2 separate regions of the Sus scrofa genome follow, and region 2 is linked to region 1. A link is a contact called in public HiChIP or PLAC-seq data. All regions are on one chromosome and are shown on one strand. Each heading gives the region's core, a stretch centred on a gene start, on an enhancer-like site or on the middle of the called end of the contact. The rest is flanking DNA. Distances are from core to core; before and after follow the strand shown. Region 1 overlaps PIK3R1 (phosphatidylinositol 3-kinase regulatory subunit alpha). Region 2 overlaps LOC102159645 (a long non-coding RNA gene).

The links. HiChIP or PLAC-seq counts read pairs in DNA pulled down with a chosen protein or histone mark.
Region 2: an H3K27ac HiChIP or PLAC-seq map of alveolar macrophages shows a contact between it and region 1. The contact joins two enhancer-like sites. A contact is called at or near these places in 5 of 47 Hi-C or Micro-C datasets (liver and skeletal muscle) and 2 of 2 datasets of contacts at active chromatin or transcription factors (alveolar macrophages and skeletal muscle).

Annotation. Positions count from the first base shown.
Region 1 is chr16:46,523,617-46,526,316 of Sscrofa11.1, reverse strand. It overlaps PIK3R1 (phosphatidylinositol 3-kinase regulatory subunit alpha), which reads right to left. Exons shown (of 16, transcript XM_021076847.1): 16 at 2,691-2,700. Among named protein-coding and RNA genes, the nearest start is that of PIK3R1, 90 kb to the right of the region's middle. Within about 2 kb of position 1,441, at least 2 of the 83 cell types and tissues checked have an H3K27ac peak or open chromatin away from gene starts, as enhancers often do. A contact at or near this core is called in alveolar macrophages, where this site is marked.
Region 2 is chr16:46,664,272-46,666,971 of Sscrofa11.1, reverse strand. All of the region lies in intron 4 of LOC102159645 (a long non-coding RNA gene), which reads left to right. Among named protein-coding and RNA genes, the nearest start is that of PIK3R1, 230 kb to the right of the region's middle. Within about 2 kb of position 1,416, at least 48 of the 83 cell types and tissues checked have an H3K27ac peak or open chromatin away from gene starts, as enhancers often do. A contact at or near this core is called in alveolar macrophages, where this site is marked.

The DNA of each region.
Region 1 (2,700 bases), core at 192-2,691:
TGGGTTATTTGTGGGGTTTGTGCTATTGAATTGTATGAGTTTTTTAATGTTTTAGATATAAACCCCCTTATCAGATATGTGGTTTTCAGATATTTGTTTCCCATTCTGTTGATTGTCTTTTCATTTTGTAGAGCATTTATTTTGTTGTGCAGAAGCTTCTTAGTTTGATGCAGCCCCTCCTGTTTATTTTTGATCTTGTTCCTGGTGCTTCTAGTGTCAGTTCCAAAAAATCATAGCCAAGACCCGCATCAAAGAGCTTTTTACCTATTATGTTTTATTCTAGGATTTTCATGGTTTCAGGTCTTACAGTTACATCTTTAGAGGATTCTTATGTTTAGACAGATTTTTTTAAGGGACAAGTTCAGAAAAAGAAAAAAAAATCCCTTTGAGTTGACACAGTATCAAGTCTTAATGTACTATGCTTACCTAACTCCCACCATGTCCCAGAGGATTTGGTAGGCCAAGTTCTCTGACTCAGTGCCTTGTGCTTTAGATAGATGGACAAAGTGTCATTTCCAGTTGTACTCCTCATCACATTATCAAGAACTTGGCTTCCCATTTTCATTCCCCTGAAATGAAGCTTTAAGACATCAGCAAGATAAGTGGACTCCAATTTTGCTAACCCTTTCTTGGCCATTGTCACTGACAAAAAGCCGGTATTACAACTGCAGTGTCTATAGCCACAAGTCCTATTGTGGGTTTTAATTTTGGCCAAATTATAAGTGGAGAACTAGGGGACTGAACCTCTAATTCACTATACCAGGTCACACCATATGTACTAGTAGGAGTCCTGTAGACTATCTAGATGTCTAGCCTTATTTCACAGGTAGAGTTGGAGGCCTAGACAGGTAAATGGAGTGGGCCAAATTCCCACAGCTGGTTAAAGAAAGGACTAAGACCCATTTCAGCCTCCTAAGCTATAAATAGGTCTATTATCTTTGCTATATATTGCTTCTATTATGAGCATAAATTATAAGGTAAAGTATATTATCTTTGATTAATGGCAGTGGCTTTTCATCAAAATACTAGAAGTACCTTTCTAACAATCTGGCAGTCTGAAGTAGTGATTCTCAAACTTTAATGTGCATTAAAATCAACCAGAGAACATGTTGGAAGAGATTTCTGGGTCTTACTTTGAGTTAGTAGGTCAGGGGTGGGGCTCTTGAATAGGCCGGTCTAGGTTTACAAGTGGTCCTCATGTTGATGAGGTTAGCCTGGGCACCACCCTTAAGAGAACCAGTGGTCTAAAGCAAACCCATGTCACTTGTGCCATTTGTCATGTGCCACTGGTGCCCTGTCTACCAATTGAATGGTGTGGTTAGATTTCCCAGGAGGAAGTGAACTTTTCTTTGAACTTTCTAGTGCCTTTTCCAGCATTAGCTTAGGGGTGAAAAGCTGTGGCTTGAGTCAGACTGCCCATGTGCTCTCCTCTGTGCTCTAATTGCTGATGATCTCAGTAAGTCATTTACCCTCAATGTTTCAGTTTCTACATCTGTAGAATGGGGATATTGTCTTCTAACTCATAGTTGTGGAAGGATTAAATCAGATAACACATACAAGGAGTTGAATGGATTTCATCACTTGGTCTATCAATCAGAACCAGTCAGGAGAAAGGAAATGACTCTGGCTCTTAAAGGCTTGAGTAAAGAGGATCAGTTTCCTGAGTGATGGAAGGGCTCAGAAGCCAGACTGGGAGTGGTGAGAGAGAGAAGTTTAGTAACAGCAGAAGGCTGCTACCACCCTTTGGGCCAGAGCGAAGGTGGGGGAAAGCACTGATGACAGAGCTCAGAAACCAAAGGCTGCTACTGAGAGAGGGAGCATAATGGCTGCTCAGACCCCAAAGAGTGGGTCTGTCTGGCAGGAGCTGGAGCTGCAGGGCAGACACACTACCTAGAAGCCATAGGGCTAGAGGCCTCTGTGATACAGAGCAGGGCAGGGGAAAAGCTGGAAATGGATCTCTAGAGGAACTGCCATGTTGCCATGACTGTAATTACTTGGCTGCCCCTCCCCCGTCCATCACTAGACCATGCCTTCATGTCTAGGACCCTCACGGTGCCCCGGTGTTGAGTGAGTGCCAAGTACATGCACAGTGGCCTCCTCATAAATTCATTCGGCAATCAGAACAAATGGGAGAGTTGTTTCAGATAAGGAATGGTTCGTATAGATGGACTCGATGCTACAGTGAGAAGCTAGAATTTGGAGTGGATCTTTGTTCCCTGTCGAGAGGCCCATGTCACACCTCTGCAGACTGCTCAGTGCCTTCAGGTATCCCTGCCCTGTGGCTCTTCAAATATGCAGACTGTAGAACAGAGAGAAAAAGCCAGATACATTTGAAAACCATAGTTTGGAGATGGTTTGGGGATGGATGGTGAAGAGGAAGGACTCAGGGACAATGGACATTATGTTTTCTTAGAGCCAGAACATGCCTTGAAATGACATCACCTAGAGCAATGTCTTTTCATCATTAAGGATATAATGAAATGATGTAAATGATACCAAGCCATCATTTGTGTGACCACTCTTAGTCTTTTTCTCACTTGAGGAAAATGATATAATGTGATGGCAGTGAAAGAGGGTGGGTGGGAGATGAGAGAAACAGCAGCAACATTTATTAACATCGACTAACCAAAAGAGCAAGAGAGCCAAAAAAAATTATTTCTTAGGTGGTCACTGAAATTTCAAACCATAACTTAAGTTTCA
Region 2 (2,700 bases), core at 167-2,666, 140 kb before region 1:
GGTTATCCTGTCATTTCCTGGAGAGCACCGTGGAAACCATGGGCATAGCAGAAAGGTCCACCCATTCAGGGCATTGAGGGAACAGGGCAGTGGCAAGGCTACATTCATCAAGAGGGCCCCTTGCCCTATGTTGCCAGGGACCTCCCACCCAGACCAGCTACTCAGCCAAGGACATTTCGGTCTCATCCTACCCATGGGTGGGCCCTGGGGCAGCCTGGCCCTGGAAGAATGGAGACAATCTCTCCAAGGATTCCTTAATCCTCTGCCGTTTCCAGTTCACCCTGTAGGTACAGCAGGCTGACCAAGACACCCCTGAGAACACAGGCTACAAAAAGACATCTCAATGACTCAAGACTTAAATCACTATCCTTGTCATTTAGCACAAAATAAAATCATATTGGGAGGGAGCGGGGCCTGTGTCAAAGTCCAAATATGACAGAGAAAGCTGTGTGGTATTAGGCAGATAGTTCTATCTCTCTGAGGACAGAACATCCACAAAAAAGGATACTGAAAGAATTGGCCTCTTAGAATTCCTGTAAGAATTACATGTGACAGTGTGTACCAAGTTTTTTTAAAAATGCAATTGAGGTATAGTTGATTTACAAGGTTGTGTTAATTTCTGCTGTACAGCAAAGTGACTCAGTCGTGCATATGTATTTTTTTCTTTTCCATTATGGTTTATCCTAGGGTATTGAATATAGTTCCCTGTGCTGGATGGTAGGACCTTGCTGTTTATCCCATATATAATAGTTTGCTTCTGCTAATCCCGAACTCCCAATCCATACACAGTTGGGCATAGGCTGTGTTGAGTCGGTGCTCAGTAAACAGGGCCACTGCTAGCAAGTAGGCTGTCTTTATGTGAATTACAAATAAAGCTGTCCTCCTTTGGGTAGACACATTAGAAAATACCCCCTTTCCTCTGGACTGATTCTGGCTGGTACCCTGGCTCTCATTTTGGTGGGCAGAGTACCCCCTCACTGGCCACACTTCAGCTCATTACAGCCCATAAAACTGAGACTGATCCTATTAGCTATAGTGATTCCACGTGAGGGAGGTAATGAGCTTGACCCAGGATTCTCCTGGCAGGCTTTGCAGATGCCTGCTGTGTCCACGCGGAATGGGGATGCTGCGTCTCCCTTCGCAGAATAGCAGAAGCTCATCTTGATACATTTCAGCGAGAACAAAGGCAGGAGGACAGCTGAATTTCTTGCTCTGAGCTTGGTACCAGCTGATCATGCTTCCTGTTTCTCTGAGATCTTCTCTGACGGAGGCGACTTGCTCTTTCAAATTTGGTCGTTGCCCTCTAGCTTTCCTGTGTGAGTCAGCGCGGCTGCCCTAGTGCCCCCTGCTCCCTCCCGAGTCAGTGTCTGCAGTCGCCCTGTCCGGCCTCCCCAGGTAAATCCCCCTCCACGCTGGGGTGAGTGTCCCCGCCCACGTCGCTGCCGGGGTACGTGCGCCCTGGGACGTGAGTCACAGTGCCGTCCTCCTCAGCTGCAACTATTATTGGAATGCCTGGGCACGCAGAGCACGCTCCCTTCCCGGATTTCACAGTCCTGTGCTTGGGATCTGCAAATCTCACTGCGCAGCCTGAGGTTCCACTTGGGTGATCACAAGCTGATTTGTGCTCACGTCGGAAAGTTTCTAAGAAAGGTCTCATTAGGCCAGGCATGACGCACCCTCCCACCAGCATCCACTGTGTGTCTCCAGCATGTGCCTAGCAGTATGCCTGCCTTTTTAGGTAGCTCAAAAGAAACCGCTCTGGAGTTCCACATGATATTTAGAGAAGGGCGCAGTAAAGTGAAAAGCAAAAATGAGCTAGAGAGGGGGCAGGAGAGATCTTTTTGGACAGAAGCACGTGGAGAGTTCAACCTGGGAGGGGACGAGGGATGGGGAGAAGACCACCAGGAACAGGACCTTGAGGGGAGAACCAGTGATGTGAGATGCTTGGACAGAAATGCACAGTAGAGAAGGCATTATGCTTATTTATATAAACCTAAATATTGAGCTATTGAGAAATTGGAAGCTTCTTCTCTGTGGCAGGATGGTAATATTTACTATTGCCAGACAGTGTACCTGCCACAGATACAATTCCTGTCTCCATTTTACAGATGAGTAAACTGAGGGGCAAGAAGATGAAGCCCTGAGCTCAAGGTTATGTTGCCAGCAGGTGAAGTGCACACAGGAGCAGTCTTTAAGCATTAACCTCTGTGGCTCAGGGTAAGAATAGATATTTTTTTTCCAGGTGGATATTTGAAAGCAGGCAGGGGAGATGCCTTCAATTTGTTAATTATTCTATGAAATCTGATAAGAGCCCACCTCTTGTATGCTAAATCTTGATTTATGCCCAGCTGGCAGGGATCTCAGGAAAGTTCTGGTGCTCTTTATAGGCTGGATAATCTTAGAGACAGATCATAGGTCTTGAGGTCAGTTGTCCAGTTGAGTCAGTTGAGTTCCATGTTGGTCTTGCACTGACTGAGTTCCTTACAGAGAGAGAGAGACAGAGAGAGACAGAGCAGTTAGCTTCCTCATTTTCCCTATGTGACAAAAAAAAAACAAAAACAAAACAAACAAACCAAAAACATGAGCATGACAAAAAAGAAACAAAAATTAATATCTTTGGATAGAGCATTTTCAGATCCTAAGAAATAAAACCAAAAAGGACAAAAAAGCTTTGGGGGCAACACAGAGGAGGATCCAGGA